Linked DNA regions of Mus musculus: region 1 is linked to region 2. The links are chromatin contacts, called in public promoter capture Hi-C maps. All regions are on one chromosome and are shown on one strand. Each heading gives the region's core, a stretch centred on a gene start, on an enhancer-like site or on the middle of the called end of the contact. The rest is flanking DNA. Distances are from core to core; before and after follow the strand shown.

Region 1 (3,868 bases), core at 446-2,945, 120 kb after region 2:
CAGGCTGGCCTTGATCTCCGTGTATAGCCCAGGCTTGCCTTCGCATCCTTCTCACCCTCTGAGATCCTGAGACTGTCAGTGGGTTTCTATGTGTGGTTTGCCACACCCAGCTCTTGATGTTTGTAATTGTTACAGAGTTCCTGAGGGTGATAAGCTCCCATCCACACATGGTCTCTTTCCAGTTTGCAGTACTGCAAATGCTTCTTTAATGATCATCCTTGGGGGGGTGGGGGAGGGGGTGCTGGAGACATGGTTAAGAGCACTGACTCCTCTTTCAGAGGTTCTGAGTTCAAATCCCAGCAACCACATGGTGGCTCACAACCATCTGTAATGCTATCCAATGCCCTCTTCTGATGTGTCTGAGGACAGCTACAAGTGTACTCACATACATAAAACAAATAAATCTTAAGAGAGAGAGAGAGAGAAAGAGAGCACCCTTGGGTGGACGTGTTTTACATATGTGTAGCTATAGATGAATCTCTAATAGAGATAGTGCATTCACTTGATGTTTTGATGTTTCTCAATGAGGCTTCCAAGCCCCTTCCTGTATGAGGGGGTCCTTACCAGATACCCCCTCCCTGCCCCCAGCACTATAGACTGTGAGTCTCTGAGACTGTCCGAAGCAAACACGGCCTTACAGTCTGTCTCATGATTGTCTGCTTTAGTTTATACTCTGGTTCCTGCCCAGTTGCTCATCTTTTTCCCTGACCCATTTCAAAACACAGAACCAGTATCCTTAGTGACCTGTAAATTTTGCTTGTTTTATTTTGGAGACATGGTCTCTGTGCATCGCTGGCAACCGAGCCCTCGAGCTTCCAGAGATCCACCTGCCTCTGCTTCCCATTGCCTGCCGGGACTTGGAAGGTTTTTTTTTGTTTGTTTGAATGAGTGGGTGACCCCTCAGCTGTTTCTGGGAGCTTCTTTACCAAGTTTGACATCTAAACTCTCCACAGGCTCTTCCCCCTTTGGCAGTTTAGAACTTTCTAGATTCTGATTTGTCAGCCCTTACTCTCTTTTGCAAAATTCTTCTGGAGTCATTTGGTATTTTTGTTTTGTTTTGCTTTGTTGTTTGTTTGTTTGTTTGTTTTGGTTTAGAATCCACCCGAAACTGATAGGAGCACCCTCACTCCTAGCTGCAGCTAGCCAGTCCTCACTCCTGCCACTCACCGGCTTCAGCACTCGGCACACCTCACGCAGAATCTTCTCCTGGTTCTTCACCGAGCACAGCACCAGGGTGCAGACCACCACGTCCACAGAGCCATCGGTCACCTGGTGCATGTCCTCCCCGGCTGCCACCACGAAGCGCTCGAACTGCAGCTGCCGGTTCTCTGCGACGCTCTTGAACAAGAACTTCTCGAAGTTGGGGTTGGGGTCGATACAAGTGACCCTGCACCCGGGGGGATAGAACTTGAAGTTGGCTCCGGTGCCGCAGCCCACCTCCAGCAGAGTCAGCTTCCCCGAGGGGCCGGCGAACTCCTGCAGATTGCTGAAGAGCTCCCGCTTTTGGCTCGCCATCTGCTCATTGTACATCACGGAGAATCGCTTCAGGAAGTAGGGAAAGCACTTTTTGCATACCCAGCTCCACAAGCCTAGAAGGTTCAGCAGAAACATGGGAAGCGCCAGGGTACAGACCACCAGCCGCAGGGCCAGGACGGCAAGCGTCATCTTTGCGAGTAGAGGAGAAAGGGCTACTGCTTCCCCAGAAGTGTCTCCTGGGGAAGGAGAGCGCAGGCTCCTGGCCTCGCTCCAGAGCCAATCAGAGAGGAAGGAGGCGCCGGCTGAGCGGGGGGGGGGGGGGGGGGGGGGGGGGGGGAACCAAAATAGCAGAGCCGGGTAGGGCTCCGATTGCGGCCTGACTCCCACACCGTCCATCCCACCCCCACCCTAACCCCACCGGCCGGCTAGCAGTTGGCCGGCTCAGTGATCCAAGACTGCCACCTTCCCCCCCCACCCCCCATCCCTTTGGAAGGTTGCAGCCTGAACCCTGACCCTGGTCCTGCCTGGCTTTGTTTGGGTCTGGAGGCTGCAGCTAGTTTCCGGCCGCGGTTGGCTAGTGCACAGTGTGTACTTTCGCATCACCCACCCAAGCCTTTTTTAGGAAGAGGAGCAGGTCAGCGCACCAGGGAAGATGGCAGCCGAGACCCCTTTTCATCGCAGGCTTATTCTTCCCTTCTCCTCTTCCCACCACACACCGCCCCAAAACCTGTTTTTGTGTAAAGGAAGTGAAAGGAAACCCTGCCAAGACTCACCCAACAGTTTCTCAGTTCCCATTCTGAACTGAGCCTTTCATAAGTTAATTATTCATCTGAAGGATCTTTGCTGTGTCACTGTTTTGAGCTGTTTGACAGTTTAAAACGCAACTGCCAATCTTATGCTTGGTTATTATGTAACTCCGCCCATTTAAAGTAGAGGTGCTCAGGATAGTCCCCGTTTGGCTTCTGATGGGCTTTATAAAATAGCTTCAATCTCCAGTCTTTTTGGTTGGGGTTTTTTTCTGGGTCTTGCTCCTTAGCCCCAGCCGGCCTTGAATTCTCTTGATCCCTCTGCGACTTCTCAAGCAGCGCTGAGATGGCAGATCTCTGTCACAATGCCCAGCTGCACTGATTTCGGGAATTGTTTTTTGAGTCATAAATTCACAAAGAAGATAAATTACTTTTTAAATTGTTTGCTTCCATATTTCACATATGGTCTTACAGGTGGTAATCGAGTTAAGAACTGTCAACGTGATTCTATGATTCTACATAAGACTTGAGTGCTTTTGATGTGTGAATGACAGTGGGAACAGACATAACTAGAAGATTTAGGAAACTATTCAGAATCTTCAGCGAGTCAGATCAAGAAAGTCACTGCTGGTTTCCAGAGGAGATGGACCTGAGGCTAGCATAGCCATCTGATATTCATATCAGGTGTCGGCAGCATGCAGAGGGGAAAAACTCATATCCTGAAACAGGAGTGGTAGGCACTGGCTGAGCTGGGTTCTGTTTTAATTCTTGTATTTGGAGGTAGAATAGGTGATACTGAGGGGTTTACACAAGCCAGGGAAATACTCTGTCACTGATCCCTAATCCAAAAAGAGGTGTGTATGAAGGTTTTAATGTCTACTCATATTTAATATACCCTACACATATGCTAAAGTCTACTCATATTTTATATACCCTACACGTGTTACAAATACAACAGCCTGGCCTGGTGGCACACAGCTTAATCCCAGAACTGACAGAGGCAGGCAGATGTTATGAGTTCAAGGTTAGCCTAGCATGTACAGTGAGTTCCACAGTACTCCTCTCAGGACTATAGAAGAGAGAGACCTGTCAAAAAAAACCCAACCAACCAGGAACATTACACCAACTATTCCACATGTGTGTGTGCACACATGGGTGTACTGGAGTACATGCATATATGTGTAGAGGCAGAATGTTTTAATTTCTCCACCTTAATTTTTTCCCCCTCCACCCCCCCAAACTTTTGCTCCGGCCCCACTCACTCTGGCCCATAGGGTTTTTGTTGTTGTTGTTTTGGTTGTTTTGTTTTGTTTGTTTCTCATTAAGCATGGTTGTGAGCCATCATGTGGTTGCTGGGATTTGAATTCATGACCTCTGGAAGAGCAGTCAGTGCTCTTAACCACTGAGCCATCTCACCAGCCCTCATTTTTTTTTTTTAATAAAAATGTATTTACTTAGACTCGTTCAGAATATTAACAAAACAGTTGCATGTTTTAAAAAAAATTTTTTTCATTACAGAATGGTATTCAGCTAATAGAACAACACTAATTCTCAGATGAGCTGCATCAGACAACTGGAGATGGGGGATAAACTACACCAAAACAAAAACAAAACAAAAACAAAAAACTACACCAAAAAACAAAAAA
Region 2 (3,427 bases), core at 429-2,928:
CACTGATTGACTAGCTAATGGCCGCCCTTGGCTCCTTCAGATCTGGAGGGAGAGACCAGGTGGCGTTTTCACCTTTACTTTGAAGTCTTATAATCACTTCAGTGTGGCACGTACTGAGTGGAAAATGGATGTGGGCTGTCAAGGCTTCGGGTTAATTGGTTCCACCTCCCTTCTCACAGGGACAGAGTCCTCTGCTCATCTACAGTGGAGTGAGTCCCTGAACCCCAGCTTCAACTCCCAGGGGAGTGGCCTCCAGACAAAAGGCTTTACTACATTACCGCCAGGGCACCCACTGCCCGCCTCCACGTCCTGCCCTGCCGAATGGCACATAAATGAAATCTCAGAAGAAAACTTTTAACTCAATTAATTTTTACTAATAACTAGGAGTGGCAGAAATACAATTCCTCCTTCTCATGGCCGGTCAAAGATGAAATTTGATTATGCTTTGAAGGGTGCGGTTTGAAATTTTTCCCTCAGTGTTGACCTACCTTAAGTGTTCTCTCTAGCCAAGGGGAGGCGTACTCCTCTGCATATATAGAGGCTGCGCTGCTCTGAAAAGCCAAACCAGTCCTGCACCATGGGGAAGAAGCAGCCAAGGGCGGCAGCAGCTGCTCCCAACTGTGAGCTAAGTAAGTGGCCACAGCCCAGGGACGCTGGCCAGCCGAGGAGCACACCTGGACGCTGACACAAACAGATCTCGCCCCTTTCTTTTCTAGATGCAGCGGAAGGTCCCAGAAGAAAGGTTCTGGGCTCGAAGGCATTTAAGAAGCCTTTCTCCAACGCCACGGATGAGCTGGAGAGGCGGCCAAGATTAATTTGTAGTTTCTCTTCTTTCAGGTGACGATTCTGTATGAAGAGCAGCAGCCCCAGCCAGGGGCCTTTCTGTTTGCTTTTGCTGTCATTTTTTTTTTTTTTTTAAAGTTTCCATCTTTAGGGTTTACCCTTTCTTCCTATCTCCGTTCTTACCAAATAATGAACATTTCTCCCGGCAGTTTCTATATGAAGAAAACAGGGCTGTCATCTATACTGTTGTAGGGGAAATCGAGAAGTCCTTTTCGGTGGCAACTTGGGGCGGGGGGTTGTCAGGTCATAAAACTGCGAAGAGGTGAGGCTGAGGCCGGGGATGGAGTGGGACTGTTTTGGGGGCAGGCAGGATAAAATGTGTGGAGAAGAGACAGAGCCAGGTGGGATCACTGTGAGTCTTGGGAGTAGGACGACGGGTGCAGCCGAACTGGCTCCACTGGTCGAAGTTTCTCGGTTCCTCCCAGGCGTGGGGTGTTCTTGGCGCGTCAGTGGGCACCGAGCAGTGGCTCAAGAAGCTAATAGGGACTGCCATGGCGCCTTAGGATCGAGTGTAGCTGTTTCTCGGAGTTATCATCTCTTAGGAGGAAAAAGGCGTGTAGCTGCCTAAAAGGAAGTGGCGGGAACTATGACAAAAATGTATATGTCCCGAGCATTCCGGGGATGGGAGTTGCCAATATAAGAACGCCGAAGGTTTGAACTGCGAGGACCGTGGCGCGCCCGGCGGAATCACGCCTCCGGATCAGCCCCGCCCCCGCTCAGGCCCCGCCCCCAGGCAGCTCGGATGGGCGGAGCCTCCGTTCCCGGTCCGCCGGCCACGCAATCCCGCAGCTGCAGGAGTCCAGCCAATCAGGAGAGGGGGGCTCCCGCCCGGCCGGCCAATCACGGGAGGGCAGGAGGTTGACTGGGTCGCCGCTGGCTCCTGGGATATGGAGTCGCCGGCGCGGCGTGTGTGGAGGTGGCGGAGCCGGTAAGCCGGGGTGCTGGCAGGGTCAGGGGTTACGGCGGCCCGCTGTGCGCGGGCGTGCGAGGGGGCTCGGACGGCGACCTACGGGGCTGGAGCAGCCTGCGGGGAGGGCGCAGCGGCGAGCCCGGGGAGGGAACCCGGTATCCCGAGGAGACCGGGAGGGCTCCCGGCTCAGCATAGGCGCCGACGATCACGGGCCTCGGCTCTTCACCGCCACCCGGGACACCGGACCACCCTTCCGCGGCCGGCCGGCCGGGGGGTGCGACCGCAGTGCCCTCCCGGAGCCCCGGGTGCCCTGCAGCGCAGCGCCCTGTCAGCCCAGCGGCTGCGGGAGCTGCGCGGTCTGCCCGAAGGCCTCAGGCCTCGCGGTTGAGTGCTGCTCGGTTGTCCGGCTGTGTGTGCAGCCTGGGACCCTGCGCCTTCCAAGGCCTCGTTCAGGGACACTTGCACGCGATGGATACTCCCCTTCTCAGCGGCGTCCTAGGCCGGGTAGTTTGCAAACTCATTTGTTTGATATTCCACCTTTGGATTCTTTGTCCGTTTCTTGGATACATCATATTTGGAAGGGCATCCTCAGAAGTAGAGTTTCCGCTGTATAAAATGGAGACACTCGGTTATCCCTTGGTTTTCAACGGTGTGATTTAAGGCAGCAAAAGCAAAATATGGGAGAAGAGCTGGTGAGGGCCGGTGGGCATCCGAGAGCTTCCATGTGACCCGTGGGGAAACCACGGGAAACTGTCCACGTTGTCCACCGTGGCATTCTCCACCCTGACCAAGTCTCCTTACTTCTTGGCTGTGTTAACTTTTGGTTCAGGCTCCTTAAGCTTTCCTGCGGTCCACACTTAAAGGTGGGGTGGGGGGATGGGGTGGTGGTGGTGGTGGTGGTGAAGGTTGGGTCTGTCAGGGCTGTTGGTGTTGTTAGTTAATACAGGTAAAGTGCTTAGGGCAGTCTCCTGCTGACCGGTATTTTTTTTTTTTAAATTACTGCTTGCTTGTGCCTGCTGTTTCCTTAAAGACTTTAACCTTCTCAGTAGTCTTTGCCCTGAGTCCCCTGGGCTATTGCCAAAGGTCCTCCAGGCAAGGCTTTCTAGCCATACTGTTAGTCTGCAAGTGCATCTAATTACAGGTGAAGAGATGCAAGGTGCTGACAGTACCTTCTTACTCTTTGTCTTTTTGAGACTAGATCTGGCTACCTCTCGTTAACTGGCCTTGAACTTGCAGTGTAGACCAAATTGTCCTCTAGCTTACAGTGATCCTCCTGCCTCTGCTGAGATCACAGACTTTTACCACTCAAACTTGGCTTCTGCTGAGTTTATTGAATGGGGTGGTTAAGTAACGTTTTAGGCTGTTTCCTGCAGTAGCTCTGCTGGTAAATGTAACATTGAGATTTCACTGGTGTTTTTTGTTAGCTATTTTACTCAGTCTTGCTTGGGCTGAGTTTATTTTGGACACAGACCTAAAAGGCAGATGACTGCAGCACACATGCTCTCTCGTGTTCCGGGAAGGTCTGTGGGACTCAGAAGGGGAATTCCTGAACATCGTGTCAGCTCCTCCCATTGAGGAATAGGGAAGCTGGATGTGAATCTCGGAGAGGAGAGATTCTACTCTCGGGAAAGCAGAAGCTGCATCATCAATCAGCAGGGCTAGTGAGCAGCTATG

What was found. Capture Hi-C pulls out chosen DNA fragments and counts their contacts.
Region 1: a promoter capture Hi-C map of adipose tissue shows a contact between it and region 2. The contact joins the promoter of Mettl7a1 here to the promoter of Slc11a2 in region 2. A contact is called at or near these places in 5 of 39 promoter capture datasets (the 3T3-L1 cell line, the C10 cell line, cranial neural crest and 2 more), 2 of 15 datasets of contacts at CTCF or cohesin (the NIH/3T3 cell line and large pre-B cells), 4 of 484 Hi-C or Micro-C datasets (CD8 T cells, liver, nephron progenitors and 1 more), 10 of 115 datasets of contacts at active chromatin or transcription factors (the SCID.adh cell line, bone marrow-derived macrophages, craniofacial prominence and 6 more) and 3 of 9 other capture datasets (adipose tissue, liver and pancreatic islet).

What each region holds. Positions count from the first base shown.
Region 1 is chr15:100,302,644-100,306,511 of GRCm38.p6, reverse strand. Mettl7a1 (methyltransferase like 7A1) reads right to left here and starts at 1,695. Exons shown (of 2, transcript NM_027334.3): 1 at 1,168-1,695. The coding sequence starts at 1,665.
Region 2 is chr15:100,421,306-100,424,732 of GRCm38.p6, reverse strand. Slc11a2 (solute carrier family 11 (proton-coupled divalent metal ion transporters), member 2) reads left to right here and starts at 1,678. Exons shown (of 17, transcript NM_008732.2): 1 at 1,678-1,771. Gm5475 (predicted gene 5475) reads right to left here and starts at 1,540. Exons shown (of 3, transcript NR_040351.1): 1 at 489-1,540.